Regions from separate parts of the Hordeum vulgare genome. Here regions 1 and 2 are each linked to region 3. The links are chromatin contacts, called in public Hi-C maps. All regions are on one chromosome and are shown on one strand. Each heading gives the region's core, a stretch centred on a gene start, on an enhancer-like site or on the middle of the called end of the contact. The rest is flanking DNA. Distances are from core to core; before and after follow the strand shown. Region 1 holds the start of LOC123402457 (myb family transcription factor PHL11-like). Region 2 holds the start of LOC123406239 (cyclin-dependent kinase F-4-like). Region 3 holds the start of LOC123404291 (polyamine transporter PUT1).

Region 1 (2,700 bases), core at 180-2,679, 270 kb before region 3:
GTTTCCCCCGGAGGTAGCAAAGAGTGGCCCTGAACTTCTCCTCGGCGATGCCTTCAGGAAGGGAACGACGTAGACAACGCCGTCATCGCCGGCTTTGGCAGTAGCCGAAAGCAAGCTTTTACCCAGATCTGTTTGAAGAACCCATCTCTCCTGCACGGACCACCACATCCTGCGACGTCCCCGGGAGCGGGATCCCAAGATCCGCCGCCACCAGCAACGCCACAAGGACCCACCACCTGACCGTCATCCCTGACGAAGGGGATGGCACCACCACCTCCCCTGGTCTATGGAGGACCGGTTCCTACACCGGGTGTTTTGCATTAAGTCTCATTTGAATCACAGCTCAACAAACTTATGAAGAATCGTAAGGCTATGTCCGCATTACCCAAGAAACCTCATTCAAAAAAAGAAGCGGACAATCAATATAATCACTTTGCATTATTCATTGTTGCTTTGGTAGAGAATAACAATGTCGCGTCGTGCCCGCATTGAAGATTGGTTGCTTTTTTGACACGCACACATACACACTGTTGTGTCACGTAGTACCGTCCGGTTCATACGTCGACGTACCTCATCTCTTCGCTGTCGAGGCCGGACGGAAACGGAGCCAGAAAAGAACAAGCGCAAAAGCAAAGCGAGTGTGGGGCGGCGGTCTGAACCGAGTTGGCGCAAATATTTTTCCTCAGAGCGAGGGCCCAGGCGACATCATCGACGACATCTCCCCGCGTCTCTCTCGCCCCCCGCTCCTCCACCGCCTGTCTACTCGCCGCCGCCGGAATATTCCCTGGAGGCGCTGTTCGCAGCTGGCTCTCCGACGAGACATTTCATAGATGAAAACCATATGAATTCCAATACCGTACCGTCTGACGTGCGCTAGCTACTTGACAAACAAGGGCTGTTAATTTCCTCGACCGAGGAGAGCAAAACAAGATCGACCGTCGGGCGACCCAGTTTGTGTTTAGGATATGCGGTAATTTGATCCATCCGTCTTCCTTGGTCTCGGCGGTGAACCGATGGAGCGACCGATGTGTGTTGTCGTGATCACTGACCGGCGAGGCGACACCCAATCACCAGCGACCTTCACCCAAAATCTAGCAAGTGAGCAATGATCGTCTTTAGCCAAAAAACAACAAAGCCGCGTCATGATCGGTCGGAACGACAGCCAGCCTCGCCAGCTACGTACGTACGTACGCAGTAGCGCGACCGGGACGGGACCCGGCGGCAGCGGCGCACATGCACATGCACACATGGCGCGACCGCTCGTGTCGGGGCCGCGCGCGCCCTTCCCGGGCCCGATCGGCCGGCCGTACGCGCGCCGCCGGCGCGCGGCCCTCCACGCGGAGCGGCCCGGTTGGCGCTCGGTCGGCCCTTTGTCCAGCTCTTTGTTTTGTCTTGCACCCCGGCGCAAGGCTCCCCGAGATTCCAAGCGCCGCGCCCGCACCGCACGCATGATCGACCGAGCACACGATGCTGCGGCATGCGATGCGATGCCCGGCCTCCGGTTCGGTTCATGCTCTCTCGCCCGCCCGCCTCGGCGCCCATCCCTCTCCCCTCCCACCTGTCCATACATCGCCGCACCGCACCTCCTCCCCGCGTCTCTATCTACGCCCACGTCCAGCCATATAGATAGCTAGCAGCACGCATTCCCATCACGAATCCTCCTCGGGCTTGGCCGAATTCCCACGCCAACTCCACACGGCACCAGATTCGCGCCGCACCGTGCCCGCCAGCCGGCCGGCCGCGCGCTCGCGCTCGCGCTCTAGCCAGAGCTAGCTGCGGCACGCACCCCATTGCTGCGTCGGGAGACACGCCGCCACTTGATCGGCAACGAGAGGAAGCTAGCTAGCTAGCTTGCTTCGCTAACTAGGAGGCGAGGAGCGCGCGTCACCGGACGGAAGCGAGAGCTCGCTGGAGATCATCATGTTCGAGGGGATGGAGCGGGCGGGGTACGGCGTGGGCGCCGGGGTGGTGCTGTCGCGGGACCCCAAGCCCCGGCTGCGCTGGACGCCCGACCTGCACGAGCGCTTCGTCGAGGCCGTCACCAAGCTCGGCGGGCCCGACAGTGAGTACCACTACCACCTCCTCCGCTCCTGCCCAGCTTCTCCACCCCATGCATACATGCGCGCAAGTGCTTTGCCGCCGCCGCCGCCGCCGCCACAAAGCCGGCCTGCTCCAGCTCTCATGGCCCACCTCACGTGCTCATGTTCATGCCCGGCGGCTTGTCGGAGCATTTGCCCGCCCCCACCCGGCCGCTGTAGCCTGTAAAGGCCAAAGGGGCCGAGCATGCATGCATGCAAGCATGTGTGCGCGCAGGAATTCGGGGTTTTAACTTTTATTAAGTACGGCATGGTATAGACTATAGAGAGTGAAGGATCATCGGAGGTCACAACACTCTGACATGATTGTAGCATGCTCGGAGTCTTCAAAAAGATCCGCGCGTTATGATCACGATCATCTGTTGATCACTCGATCTTCTTCTTTTCTTGAGACGGAGTTGATCACTCGATCTGTGGTCCCAATTCTGATCGTTTTCTGTTCTGATCCATCCATGTGCATCAGCATATGCTAGTAGTTGTCACCAAGGCTCCTGATTTGACTTGGTTTCCCATTTGACTTTACTGTCGACAGAGGCGACGCCCAAGTCGGTGCTGAGACTGATGGGCATGAAAGGGCTCACCTTGTACCACCTAAAGAGCCATC
Region 2 (2,700 bases), core at 102-2,601, 370 kb after region 3:
TATCTTTGTAATATTACTCAGAGATATGCACTTGCACATGCAAGCTTACTGGTTTGATGTTAATAAAGCTACCCCGAAGGCCTTTCTGTAAAAAAAAACTAGCTATTTTATTTTGTTTTCCATTTTTTTTGTCACACACAAGTTTGTAGTCACTTAATATGTGCATCAATTTTTGTTCCTACAACTTCTACAAAACTTGAAAATTACCACACTGACCAAGTTTCACCAAATGAGTTCACACGGTTTACAAGATCCGGTCTAGTCGACACCCAAATTATTCAGGTCCGCCCCAACGAAATGTGGGCCAAAAACTTCTCCCCTCACAAGTCACAAGAGAAGAGACCGCAATCTTTCAACAAACATTTTTGTCACTTCACCACTTCGGGCGCTCCAATAATAATCGAAGACATGAATCATTGTACCAGTTCCATAAGAGAACAAAACACAAAAACGCCGAGAACCAACCCAATGATCAAATACCACTGCTCCGGAGCAGAAGAGCCATTCTATAAGCAAACACACCGTGCCCGCCCTGCTCCTGAATAAAACAGATTGGGATCACACCACGCCGATCAGCATCATGCCCATGTGACCGGCCACCAACCGGAGAGAATGGAGTCGCTAGCTTGCGTCCGGTCCAATCCAAACGCCATAAACACGCGCACCACTCGGCGCCGTGGTGGGTAGAGTTAGAGCGAGCGAGGCTGGGGACCAGCCCCCCATGATGCTGTCAATGGCACGGAATGTAGAGACAGCGCTGATGGATGGCCGATGGCCGATGGCCTGGCCCCGTGCGCTGTTGCTCGTGATTACCCGAATGGCCGGATCACCTTTAGTTGTAACCTTTTTTGCACGGTGGTGGCGACTGGTGGGCAAGGTTGGGTCCTCCGGGATCCGTTACAGTGAAGAACAGCTAGTGGCAACGCAGCTTGGAACGTTGGATGGACATGTGGAATTGTGGAGGCAGGGGCATCCGTCGCCGTTGCACCGCATTCGGTAACCACCACCGGCGATCAACGTCGGGCGGGGGACGTGACGAGAAGTCCACACGGTTACGAACTCCCCATCACCTCACCTCACCTCGCCCACCCCAAAGCGTCAATGGCAATCAATCCGAGGGCGGGGCTGGTAGGGGGCGGGTGAAAAGACAGGAATACTCTGCCTCGCTTCCCCTCCGCTGGGGCAAACAAACCCAAACGAAAAGGGGCTTGGTCAGCCGACCAGAGAGAGAGAGGTTAAAAAAAAGGGGGTGGAGGCCGGCGGAGCGCGAGAGGCGACGCGGTGCCCTGCCGGGGATGGACGTTGGCCACGGTTATAAAAAGTAACGGGGCGCGTCGCGGGTAGAAAGCCAGGGGAGGGTGCGGTGGGAGGCAGGCCGCGGCTCATTTCTCTCCCTTCTTTCTTCTCCCCCCCGCCTCCGCCCGCGCCGTTCCACGCCGCCGCCGCCGCCGCCACGGCGACACAATCACCGGCGCCGCGCCCCACAGGCCTCCTCCTTTGCGCCGCGCCGCTCGGGGCTGGGCTGAGGTGGGCCGCGCCGACACGCGGCACGTGGGGAGCCACCACCACCACCACCACCACCCTATGCTCCTTTGCCCGCCTGGTAAGGTATGGCATCGATTCCGCTCCATTGCCTCCGCCTTTCTCGCGTCGCGCTCCGTCCCTCTCCCTCCTCGCTTTGCTTGCTCCCAGCGGTTTGCCCCGGATCTGTGTCCCAGGCGCCGGATCTGAGCGGCCAGCGGGCGTTCCATCCAATGCGAATCCATGTCTAGGTTTGTGCCTCGCGGTGCTGCGTTAGCTTGTTTTCAGGATTATGTTGCGGTGCTTTTCTGTTCGGATTTTTCTTCTTTCCTTTTGTTGGCTGATTTAGTTTTTTGCGCGGAAAGGTCCCCTTTTTCCCGTTAAAAGGCGTCTTTTTTCTTCCTATAGATGAGAAAAACAGTCTATGTGATTGTTTTTGTGCCTGCAATGTAAATTGTATTAAGGTTGCAATGCACAAGTTTGACAGAGAAGAAACTCAGAAAAAAACACGGTAGCAATGTTGGCGTTTCCCCATCAATCCCAACCTCAGGCGATATTTTCAGTTGGGGGATGTTTCTACATATATGTGTGGATTTTGCTACATAAAACCGTTTGAGCCAGTAATATGAGATAGCAACATTATTTTCGAATTTCGATGTTTCAAGCACCGGTATAGCTTGATCACCATGCCAATTGAGATGCCGGGTCGTTATTGTGATTGATGAATAGCATCATTGATATCGATATGGTTTGCAATGTCCAGCTCCACCAATGTTATACACTTCTACCCTGGTATTAATGTATGCCTGGTATTATGCGATTAGGTAAAAGAGTGCTATATCTAATTCTGATATTTCCCTGAGAACTAGGTTTCGTTATGCGCATTCATGTTGGTTCTAGCAAAAACAAGATTTGGAAATGTTGCTAAATTTGTGTTGTTTTCTAATTGAGGTCGTCAGTCGTCTGCATTATATATGATCCAAATGGTTCTGTGGTGCACCAATGTTCATGCTTCATGGAAATGATTTTAGTTCCTTTGGCATACACTATGCAATGTCATTGAGTACAAAAAGTTTTGGAATGTACCACAGCATTCTGATTCAAATACATTGTATCAGATTGCACCAGCAGTGATCCTGGGAGCTTAAAGTGTTCCATCAAAGACATGGGAAAAGTGGT
Region 3 (2,700 bases), core at 170-2,669:
CCGGAGACCTCGTAGAAGATGATGAAGATGAGCGGGACGATCGAGAGCGACGCCGGCGATGGCGCTGGCGCGCCGCCAGGGAGGCCCCGGTACTCCGTGCCTTCCTCGCCCATCGCCGGTGCGGCGCCGGTCGCCGGTCCGCCGTTCTGGGCGGGCTTCTGCTGGAGAAAAGAAGACGTAAACTTCTTCAGACGACAGCATTAGAGCATGAGAAGTGTTGAGTTGTGGCAACAAGCGATCAACTGACAGGATAGCAAATGCAGATGCAGTATCAAATCAAATGCTCATTCGCAAAAGAGAAAGAAGGATGGACGCCGTATCAATTCAAATGCTGTGATGGAGCTACGATATCTGAACTGATTGCTGTGCACTGTGCAGCTTCGGTGGAGTTGGACATTTTGCCGCTCGCCTACGCAGACGGCGGCGAGCGCTGTCCCTGTCCGGCTCATCGGCATTCGGTAACATCTGTCGCCGAACGTACCGCCACGTCGCTAGCTCCGCCTATACACGTTAACACGTATACTACAGCTCTACAAGGCTGGATAGGATTTCAGTGGGCTTGCCAATTGCAACCCACCAGGGGCTGGAGCTGTTCAGGGCTGGAGCTGAATGGGCCGTCGTGGCCGATTGCAGTGGGCTCCACGTCTGCTCCAAGGTTCCTCCGCTCGAGAAAAAATTCCCTGCTCTCGCACGCAGAATCGAATCTCCGCTTGCGTGCGCCGCGCGATGGCGGGGCAGCCAAATCGACGCGCCACCGCTACGACAACGACAAGATGCAGGATGAGGTGGAGAGGAGGTTGGGGGAGCTCACCTCTTGCCCTGCGTCCGCAGAGCCTGCTCCTGCGGGCGCCGCCACCGGCGGCGGCGGTGGCTGCGGCGGCGGAAGGCTGGATAGCGCCACCTCCGACCTCTCGACGCTGCCCATCGATTCGCGATTCCTGCGCCTCCCCGTCTGGCTACGGGTTCCTCTCGAGTCCCAATTATTGTTCCTGGAGAGCGACGTGGAATGTATTGATGCCGCGGAGAGCTTGGCGAAGAGGTGGCTTTGATTGAGTGAAGGATCCTTCCAGTCCGTCCCCAGATTAAGCGCAAGCTTGTATGCTGGTAATGGAAATGCAGCCCGTACAGCAAGGGACAACTGGATTGGGTTTTATTCCTTTTCTGGAGAAAAGGACCAGATTTGTTTGGACTATTGTCTTTTAAGTAGGGCTGGGCGTTCGGTTTATATGATTAATACGGTTCGGTTTATTCAGTTCTATGTAATTTTGGTTTCGAAGAAATAGAAATTGAAATAATCATTTAAAATTTAAAAACCGAACCATATTAATCATAATATATCAGTTCGGTTTGTTCGGTTAACCGAAAAACCAAAATTCATGCACTTGTCAATATAAGTGTAATGACTCGAGAGAACTCATTTGGATTGTATAATATGCAAAAAGATAATCATAAGTTCTAGAAACCTTAATATCATTCTATAATTCATTCGGTCAAGCAGACTAGTAACCATAATTAAGTAGAAAAAGCACATGGAATGTGAAATATATTATGTGCGAAGAAATGTGTGATGTCTTCATACTGTTGCACTTACGAAAACAAGGTATTACATGGGGTATCCCACATATTGGTTTGTTCGGTCTATTCAGTTTCTAGGCACCAAAAACCGAACAAAAACAAAACATCGAACAACCTTAAAATTTCCCACCGGACCAAAAAACAAACCACCAAATAAACCAACAAATCGGTTAATACAGTTCGGTTCGGTTTGGTTTTTCGGTTTTCGGTTTTATAGTGCCCACCCCTACTTTTAAGTTCCTGCGGAAATGTGTTGAATAAATAAAAGGTAAATGCACTGATGGTACATGAAGTTGTTTAGGATGTGTAATTTGATGCCAAATATTTTCAAATACGGAAAAAAAATTGTCTTTACAGCTCAAATCATGGCTGTCGTTGTATCGTGACTCGTGGGGCCCAGTGTCAGCGGTACGAAGCGGCTGGCCCATTTATGTTTTAGCATTTAGGACAGTAAAACTGAGCCTAATCGCTGCCCTCTCAGGCCATTAGAGATTTCAGTTATCAGGTCATCGTTTGGGTCGTTTATAGCCGTCCATTTACACTCAGTTCGTGATCTGGGCCTCTGTCCTAAAGGGCAGCTACTCTGGTGGAAATTTTGGAGCCGTGTGGTGCATTTAGGCCCCATACCGCAGAAAGCCCAATTAGGCCGATCGCTCCATAGAAAAGAAAAAGCAAACCCTTCCTTCCTCCTCCTCCCTCACGATCTAGGTGTGGTCGATGTGCTGCCGCCCGTCGCCCGCTGCTCTACTTTTCTTGATCCCGTAGCAGTGGCACCATACTCTCTTATCCAGACAATCGCTTAGTTGGGCAGCCACATCCAGTCTCCATGGAGTCGTTAGGGACGGGCGTGAAGAGGAAATGTGGTGGCGATGGCATGGAGGACTGACCGGATGTGTGGTTGCCAGACGGCGGAGGTAACGTGTATCTTGCTTGATCGCTCATCTATCGGACCACGCCAGCCTCGCTCCTTCCTCCCTAAATCTCCTAATTGATTCCTGGATTGACATAGCCGGCCTACCAGGGAGCCCATCGTGCTGGATCATCCAAGTTCAATCGGACTAAACGCTCGAAGGAATGTCCTAACCAAATTTTAGCACGGAGGCGCCTTCAAGAGCACCTTGCCAT

Evidence for each region. A called contact is a pair of places that touch in the nucleus more often than the background predicts.
Region 1: a contact with region 3 is called in a Hi-C map of seedling, with 3 times the contacts expected there. The contact joins the promoter of LOC123402457 here to the promoter of LOC123404291 in region 3. A contact is called at or near these places in 2 of 6 Hi-C or Micro-C datasets (leaf and seedling).
Region 2: a contact with region 3 is called in a Hi-C map of seedling, with 4 times the contacts expected there. The contact joins the promoter of LOC123406239 here to the promoter of LOC123404291 in region 3. A contact is called at or near these places in 1 of 6 Hi-C or Micro-C datasets (seedling) and 1 of 1 datasets of contacts at active chromatin or transcription factors (embryo).

The regions. Positions count from the first base shown.
Region 1 is chr6H:458,412,610-458,415,309 of MorexV3_pseudomolecules_assembly, forward strand. LOC123402457 (myb family transcription factor PHL11-like) reads left to right here and starts at 1,430. Exons shown (of 6, transcript XM_045096383.1): 1 at 1,430-2,062; 2 at 2,629-2,700. The coding sequence starts at 1,921.
Region 2 is chr6H:459,051,597-459,054,296 of MorexV3_pseudomolecules_assembly, forward strand. It overlaps LOC123406239 (cyclin-dependent kinase F-4-like), which reads left to right and starts at 1,352. Exons shown (of 16, transcript XM_045099725.1): 1 at 1,352-1,608; 2 at 2,640-2,700.
Region 3 is chr6H:458,685,179-458,687,878 of MorexV3_pseudomolecules_assembly, forward strand. LOC123404291 (polyamine transporter PUT1) reads right to left here and starts at 1,420. Exons shown (of 2, transcript XM_045098217.1): 1 at 812-1,420; 2 at 1-158. The coding sequence starts at 925.